Regions from separate parts of the Sus scrofa genome. Here regions 1 and 2 are each linked to region 3. The links are chromatin contacts, called in public Hi-C maps. All regions are on one chromosome and are shown on one strand. The core of a region is the stretch at or near the end of the contact, and the rest is flanking DNA. Distances in the headings are between cores, read along the strand shown. Region 1 holds the start of C1H9orf135. Region 2 holds the start of APBA1 (amyloid beta A4 precursor protein-binding family A member 1). Region 3 holds the start of PTAR1 (protein prenyltransferase alpha subunit repeat-containing protein 1).

Region 1 (2,830 bases), core at 310-2,809, 64 kb before region 3:
AAATAAGAAAGCAGAGTGTCTGACATCAACTGAGAATGTGTGCGTAGGATGGTTCAAATTTTTTGTCTCTGTGGACATGACCATAAATGACCATGAAAGTGCCACAAGTATTGATACGGAGGTTACAAGTAAAATTTTGCAAGTAGATAAATTTGCAAGTACAGAATACATAAATTATGAAATCAATTGTATTTACCATTCTAAAGAACTATTTATATTTCCTTATGATGTAGCTTTTTACCACTATGTTGCACTTGTGTCTTCTCTTTTGTGTACCTATGGAGCTCCTATTCTCCCTCTAAACCTTGCTCAGAAAACCACACACATACTAACCTCCCTCTCCTATTACCTTTATTTTTATACTTATCTCTATTTTGCACAAATCAGATTATACTGTATTTACTGACATTCTCCTTTTCTGGACTATGAGGTTCACTGAAGTTAATCACCATGGCCTAATACATCCATATAATGTACACTGTGTTTACTATGACCCAGGCTGTATGTCAAAGGGTGCTTCACATACACTACCTTGTTTAATCTCTCAATAATTCTATCATCCCTATTTTACAGTCGCAGAAACAGAGGCTTAGAGCAGTCACATCACTGGCTATATCACAAGCTGCAGAGTTGGTATTCAAACCTAAAGCCCAAGCTTTTAACCATTATGTTATCCTAAATAAATATTAGTTACCATAAATATTATTGATTGCTTTGTGCTAGGCATTGTATTAAATGCTTTCTATAAACTGTCTCACTGAATCCACTTAATCCATTTCTAAGTCTCCAACACACAGCAAAGTGCGTGACACACAAATGTTTGTTGGGTTGAATTCATTTCTTCCTGCTTCCACATCTTCCTGCTTCCACCTCCACCCTCTGTGTGGGTGATCTATGACCTCTGTCTGGCTGCAGCAAGTCTCCATGTATGCTGTGGGGCTGCTCTTGGAGAATCTCCTATCTCTTCCTCCTTGCCTCTCACTCCCACTCTCTCTATCTCTTTTGAAGATCTGTTTCCCTTTCTTTTCTCTCTTCCAGTTATCTCTCTTATATGAGCTTTTTCTTTCTTTCTCTGCTCTTTTCCTCTCTTCACATTTTCCTCTTCTGTTTAGTCTAACCTCTCCACACTTGTTCTCTCTCTGCTACCCTCCTTTCCTCTCTTCACATTTTCCTCTTCTGTTTAGTCTAACCTCTCCACACTTGTTCTCTCTCTGCTACTCTCCTTTCCTCTCCTCCCCCATTCCCTTCCCTTCTTCATCCTCTCCTAACACCTAGGAACTGCAAAAAAGCTTGCTCACCAGGAATACACCAACACTGGCTTCGAGTATTTCTTGTGATGGGAGCGGAGGGTTAGGGAGCCCTTGCGCTCTGTCAAGTCCGTGGGTCCAAGTTCAAACCTGTATTGCCTACCGCTGCACCAGTCCCGACAGGAACTGTCAGAGCTCTCCATGGTGGCCCTCCTGGTACAGATTTCATAGGATTTCCCTCTGCACTATCCTGCTCCCTGCACGGACACAGACCAAGATTCAGAGTCTCTTATCTCCTAAGCAACCAGGAGCGAGGTCAACGGAAGGGGCGGAGTCAATAGAGGGGCGGAACCCTGCAACCTAACAGTCCTGGTTTCCTAGGCTGTGTGAGCAGATACCAATTAGAAAGAAACCTGCAGCTCCGATTTGACCCCTAGCCTGGGAACCTCCGTCTGTCGCGACTGCAGCCCTAAAAGGACAAAAGGCAAAAGACAAAAAATAAAAAAGAAACTACATATCCCAGAATGCTATGAGGGGATTGATCAGGTTACAAAGAAGTTAAGAGGGACAACTGCATCCTGGGATCTGTAGTTTCACCTTCCTCTCAGCCTAGTCCTTAGAGCCGGGGGCGGGGGGTGTAAGACAGAGCACCAGGTCAGCAAAGGAACCTAAGCCCAGAGCAGGTCTGTTCGAGCTGTCCTTGGTGAAGTTTCTTTTTACCATTCATCTGTTGCCACCACACTTTCTGCTTACATGTTATATAAATTTGACTAAACGGGGGCAAGAGAACACCCCCCGATTACTAAAACATGTCATTTCTATATAGCTTTTCTGAGAAGAGGAGGAGCAGAATCAATTAGCAAGTCAAAAATCTAAGGGTAAAAAAGCTTGGCTGGTTCCAACTTCAGTTGCTTTCTCAACCTTTCTGAGCAGGAGTTTCTTGCTGTGAAAAACGAAGTAGAGGAGGAGACTGTACAGGAGGTGGTGAAATGGACACAAGAACCTGAAGTCCCTTTGGACTGAAATGGCTAAAAGACCCAAGCTCTAGGTACAGGTTAGTGCTCCAAGGCATTCAGCTTCCAAAGATTTGCCAAGATCTCCATGTTTTAATTTGATATGTTGTAACAAGACAAATTCATCACATTATTATGTTTTGAGTTATGTGCATGAAGGAGGTTTCAAAAAGATTATCTATGGCATTGCTATCAAGAAATCACTGGATAACTGCCTTGTGCTTATTCTGCTTTTGAGTTTCCAAGAAAAAAATATTTAGCACACCAGAATTCTCCTCCCCAACCTCAGCTGAGCACCTTAAGGACATTAACTGACTTAATCATGGCCATCCCACTGCCTGGCATAGTGCTGAGTGCATGCAATCATTTTAAGAGTGCGGAGTGAACTAAGAAATGAGTATTACATTTTATTACCTTAGGTTTTTCTGCATTTCCATAAATTCCAGAAGTTTCTTACTTTAAGAAAACCACATGTACTCCAAAAACTCAAACATAAAAACGTAAATTAAGAGGTATTTCACATTACAAATAGATTCTCTAGTTTGCAAAAGATTTAATACAGCACTCCTA
Region 2 (2,700 bases), core at 19-2,518, 100 kb after region 3:
TTATTAAAGCCAAAAAAAAAAAAGATTCATTACGCAGTGGAATGTAAATTCATATGAATTTTAAAGCTAAAACACAAGACTTCAAGAATACATCAGACTACATCCAGATTTCTGGCAGTATTTTGGTTAAAATAATATGTAAACATGGTGTATGTAGCAAGAGATTCCTTTCCCAAGAGCTCCAGATAATCAAGGCTTATCTTCATTTTACTAGATGAGAATATGTGTATGAAGATGGCTTTGCAAACTATAAGGCTTTGTGCAAATATCATTTATTATTACTGAGAAATCTGTGAAGAGAAATGATTTCGCTCATAATACATTGCCAATTATAGGTGAGGCTGTCGACAGAGCCCAAGTCCCCTGAGGCCTGTCTATCCCACTGCTTTTCATTAACGCACAGCACCTGACACCTGGTTCCTGCTGCTAAGGCTCCCCCCCACCCCCACTCTTATTCCCTCCCAAGCATATCTGGGACTGATGCCCTAAGCTAGGCTCAAATACAGTCTAAATTCTGACCAACCAGAACTGAGAAGCAGGTAGAAAAATTAAGCCGAGCATCTCCCGGCAGAAGCTTTCTGCTCTTCCCCCAGGAACGGACTCTTCCCCTCAAGGGCGGCAAACGCGGCCCGTTTAGCTCCAGCTCAAACCCGAGCGACTCGCCCCCTGGCGGCGACAACGCAGGACTGCAGCGCTTTCCGAGACGCCAGCCACCCTCTTTTCTGAAGGGGTCTTGTGCAGCCGCGGGGCAGCGAAATGCAGGCAGGGCCGGAAGAAGAGAAGCTCGGTAGTAACTCAGCAAAGGGAACACCCCTCAGGAGCCAAAGCAGCGGCCCGACCTCGTGGTCCCACAGCGCGGCCCATCCTGTCGGGGAACCCCCTCTGGGCTTCCGCCGAGGAGGCGGGGGTGTCCCCATCAGTCCCCTCGCGGAGACAACCCCACGTCACGCTCAGTGCGCCCGGCCAGCAGCCAGAGGAGAGAACAGGAGGTCCGGCGGGGCCCACGCACTGCAAGACGCCCCTGCCCGAGCCAGGCACTTAAGAGCGACAAGAGGCAGCAGAGCCAGGCACGCCCACCCGCGTCGGGACCGGGGCGCTTCAGAGGCGGCGCGTGGAGGACACCGCCCAACTGCTTAGGGCTCGCGCGCCGCGCGTGCGCGCGGGTGGGCGTGGGAGGCAGGGCGCTCCTAGCACGCGGCGTGCGCGCGCGCGCTCCCCGGGGCACCCTCCCTCTCCAGCCGGCCGGCTCGGCCCCGGCGCGCGTCACGAGGGGCGGGCGGCGGGCGGGAGGGTGGGGAGAAGGGGGTGGGGCCGCGGGACCGAAGGGGCCCGAGCGGCGGCTGCAGAGCCCTAGCCCGAGATTGGCGAGGGAGGCTGAGGTCGTGGCGGCGGCGGCGGGAGAAGATGGTGGCAGTAGAGGTAGGAGCGGCTGGAGTGGAGCTTTATTCCCAGGCTTGGCACCAACGCTGTCATTAGCGCCGCCTGCTCCCGCGGGCCCGCGGACCCAGCTGTCAAGCAAGGTACCACCGCCAGGGAGGGGTGGGTGAATGGGGGCTCTCCGGCGCTGATGCTGCCCCCGACTGAGCCCCGGTCCTAGCGGAAGGGTGCCCCCGGGCGCGAGAGGAGCTGCGAGGAACAATAGTGCGGATAAGAGGGGACAGCCGGCGACATCCAGAGGGCAGTGCCTTTAGCCACGGAGCTAACGGGGCGGGGGAAGGAGGCGTTGAGAATTGGGATGCCGGGTGTCCGGTGCTTGCTGAAATGCAGTGCTTTGGGGACAGCGGCGGGCCTGATGACAGTCATGGCAGGAGTGTGTGTGTGTGTGTGTGTGTGTGTGTGTGTGTGTGTGTAAAAGGTAGAGCCTAAGGGATGGGGATGGCGAATGAAAGGTGTTGGGGGACGACATTTCCAGGAATCCCCGCTAGGAACCCTCAGCTCTTGGCTGACTGTGAAAAAGAGTGTGGTGATGGCAACGATGAAGTGGGCAGGAGGCACTTGGTGTGTGAATGTGGAGGGAGACAGCAGGGTGGGTGCGGATTTGTAAAATACCATGTGTGTGAATCTGTGTATGTGTGTGATTGTGTCCACGCTCCTCAAACTGCTCTCCAAATCCAGAGATCTGCGGGTGCCCCGACTTGCTGTCACCCGTTTACTGTGGGACACTGTTTGTTATTTCCATCCTGCAACTCTGAGTACCTTCTCTGTTCTGCTCCTGCCCCGTGGATGGCCGGGTGTGGGGATTCTCACTTCTCCTCACTCACCCTCACTTCCCCCTGTTCTCACATGTCTTTTGACATGGGGATGTGGAAGTGTGACTGTGGCTTTGGACCCATGGCAGAGAAAGAGGGTAATGGTTACCCTTTCTGGGCTTTCTGAAAGGTTTTGAGGGGAGCTTCCATCCTGTGACACCTCTCCTCTGTTCAGCCCCTGCTCTGTAAGGGTCTTAGATGCCCTGACACTGCAGTTTCTATTGTTTATCTCTGGTCTGACCTGAAGGAGAAGGGTCTTTAATGGCCACATCCCTCTCTCTTTCCCCCAACTTTGAATGTCAACTAGACCTTCTTCTTCCACATTTAAATACTGGAAATCTTATGGCTGAAGAATATGGTCTTTATGTTTATTCTTGTAGCATGAACTCTAGATGTGTGTATAAGAGATGGGAGGGGTGGTATTTAAAAGACGAAAAGATCCTACTGAGAA
Region 3 (2,822 bases), core at 289-2,788:
AAGGGGACACACAGAACCATAGAGGTGTTACTTTCCTGGAATATCAATTTCACTTCAAGATTTAGGGACAAAGTTTGGTTTTTTCCCTCTAAATGTATTAGAGTGAAACAAAAAAATCACACTAATTTTTAAGATAAAAATAAATTCTTAAAAAAATTTATATTTCAGTGCAGTTCTTTGAGATCTGCCCCAGAAGTCAGGATTTATTTCCCACTTCTATTAGGAAAGGATGCAAGGCTCTGATTCCTTGAAGAGGAAGAAGACTATCAGTGAACTCAAAACATTTCAGAATTGGTATCACATTTTAAGAGTAATTAGGACATTAGAGGTTGTCTTTGGGCTTGGAATCTAAAAACGAATTCAATCTACTGCCTCATTTGAGAATTTGCCAACAAGTTAGGGTTTGTTTGACCTGACTAAAACATGTTCCATCTTGCTTTTTACAATTTTATGCAACTTCTATCTCTTTTAAAAACCAGAAGACCAGTGTCGATACAGCAGGTCTTGCCTTTCTAAACATACCCACAGGGAGTATCAATCACTGAATATAGTTCATTTATATTTTTTATTCATTGCTTTACAATTTTGCCTCCTGTGTATGGTTTTTACTTTCACTACCACCAACTCTACTTCAAATGCTCCACATACATTCACATTAAACTTGCATTTAAAAAAAAAAAAAGTTTTTAAAAGATAACACTTCAAGGATTTAAGTAAAAGGAACTGAACCAAAAGCAGCCAGATTTTTCTAACAGAGAAGGTTGAAAGAAAATCTGATATACGAAAATTTGATTTATGGCATTTCAAAATCCAAACGGAATAGAAAGCCAGTTTTTCTTATAAAAATTATTTGTAGCAGGGTAAATAGTTATTAAGAACAAACCTTAACCGGGCCTTGTTTTTTTAACTCCAAAATTAACAGGCACCATTCAAAGGACACCAGATCTGAAAAACAGCTTTGTACTTCTACTTTCAACATGACAGCAAAGAACTTTTTCTTTATTCTCCTTTTTCTTCCTTTAATCCATTTAGTAATTTTTTAAAATTAACTTTTTGAAAAGAGTTGCCCAGTGGCCAGAACCGGCAGGCAGGTACAAAATGAGGTTACCAAGAAGGTCCGATTGGGACTCATTCCACCAAGAGCGTCTCTGAGCGGCCTCATCTCTCCAACTAAGAAAATAGAGACAAGCTCTCATACCGTGCCAAGGGACTAACTGCTTAACAGGGCTCTCACTCTTGGTTAAACTTTCTCGGAGCATTCTGGGACCTGGCTCGTTTCCTGAACAGCTGAGAGAGGATTGTTCAGGCCAGTCTCCGGCTTTGGAGTGATCTTAGGACCCCTCCCTCCTCAGCCCCAAGTGGACTAGAAATTAAAACAAAATGTGTACAACAGCGACCTGAAGTAACTGTAAATAAACCAGCAGCACCATCTCCTCCAATAATTGGGAAGTCCGGGACCAAGCCAACCACCGGAGCCCCACTAGGGACCACACCCCCGGTGCGGAGAGGGGGAGGGTAGCTGACCCGGAAGTGTTCCGCGGCGGCCGAGGAGCGGGGTCGGGGGCGCAGCCAAACCGGCGCACACGGGCGCGCTCCCCGCGGAACTCCCGCGGGCGGCTCGGCGCTCTCCCGGAGGCGCGCGCGAGCCGCCGCTGCCGCCACCAACATGGCCGAGACGAGTGAAGAAGTGGCGGTGCTGGTGCAAAGGGTGGTAAAGGACATCACCAATGCCTTCAGGAGGAACCCACACATGTGAGTCGCGCGCCCGCAGCTCCTCCTGCCTGCGCTGCCTCCGGGGGTCGTCGGGGGCGGGCGGGGGCGGGGCCAAGCCTGGAGGCGACCTCGGGCGGCGGGTTCTGGCCCACGCGCTCCTCTCGGGAGCGAACAGTGCTAGATCGGGGCTGGACCATTGTCGGCCGCCGCGGGGCCCGCTTTCCGCTACCCGAAGGCGTTTGCGGTTGAGTCCCTAGAAGTGACCTCAGAAAATTAAAACGTAGTGACTTTGTTTGGTTCTCCTCCCTACCACTCCTTTCCCAGGAGTTCACCAAACTCGGAAGACTTCACCTGTAAGTCCATGTCCTACATCCATTTAAGGTATAGGGGCAAAGACACACTGTGGGTCTGTGTGTGCTTTGTTAACTCAACTCATTGGATGCTCCTCCCGGATCTTCGTAAGGAGGGGTTACCGATCGTCTGTACTCTCCATGGGCCAGAAGACCCTCAGTTACTAGCCAGAGGTAGTTTCAGGCTGCTTTTGACTTTCGCTTCACCTAACCCAAGATTGTAGAGGGACATTTTGTTTTAAAAGCGAACAGAGCATTCTCAAGAGTGTAGCTTCTGTAGGCACAGGTTGGGTCTGGTGTAAAGCAGATGAAACCTCAACACTTTTTAGCATTAGCTGATTCATAGTTACAGGGAGCCTATTAACTCTTTTTATTCGAACACTGCTGCCCTCTTTAAGTAGGACACCACAAAACTGACACATGTATCTTTCCCTCCTTCCTCTCCATTTTACTCCGGATGGATACAAGAAGAGACTGCTTTCTTTCTGACACTTAGGCTTTCATGTAACGAGTGAAAAGAAAACTTAAAAGAAGAGGCATGTTACATATTATACAAAAGAATAAGGAAAAAGCAAGAGTGTAGCTCTTTTCCCATCCTTTCTCCCTCATCCCTTCTCCCCTCAAAAGAAAGAAACACAGAATCCAGTTTTACATTATTTTCACTTTAATTGCTGATGGAGTTTATTTTTAATATTTTATTCTTTCAACTGAAACACATGAATTATTCTTTTTAACTATTCTAACTCCTTAAGCTTTTCT

Evidence for each region. A called contact is a pair of places that touch in the nucleus more often than the background predicts.
Region 1: a Hi-C map of embryonic fibroblasts shows a contact between it and region 3, with 2.6 times the contacts expected there. The contact joins the promoter of C1H9orf135 here to the promoter of PTAR1 in region 3. A contact is called at or near these places in 2 of 47 Hi-C or Micro-C datasets (embryonic fibroblasts and liver).
Region 2: a contact with region 3 is called in a Hi-C map of skeletal muscle, with 2.5 times the contacts expected there. The contact joins the promoter of APBA1 here to the promoter of PTAR1 in region 3. A contact is called at or near these places in 9 of 47 Hi-C or Micro-C datasets (alveolar macrophages, embryonic fibroblasts, fetal skeletal muscle and 4 more) and 2 of 2 datasets of contacts at active chromatin or transcription factors (alveolar macrophages and skeletal muscle).

What each region holds. Positions count from the first base shown.
Region 1 is chr1:223,152,408-223,155,237 of Sscrofa11.1, reverse strand. It overlaps C1H9orf135, which reads right to left and starts at 1,559. Exons shown (of 6, transcript XM_021064714.1): 1 at 1,299-1,559. The coding sequence starts at 1,450.
Region 2 is chr1:222,988,566-222,991,265 of Sscrofa11.1, reverse strand. It overlaps APBA1 (amyloid beta A4 precursor protein-binding family A member 1), which reads left to right and starts at 1,268. Exons shown (of 13, transcript XM_021064677.1): 1 at 1,268-1,520.
Region 3 is chr1:223,088,395-223,091,216 of Sscrofa11.1, reverse strand. It overlaps PTAR1 (protein prenyltransferase alpha subunit repeat-containing protein 1), which reads left to right and starts at 1,538. Exons shown (of 7, transcript XM_005654497.3): 1 at 1,538-1,752. The coding sequence starts at 1,667. It also overlaps a transcript of C1H9orf135 not described here.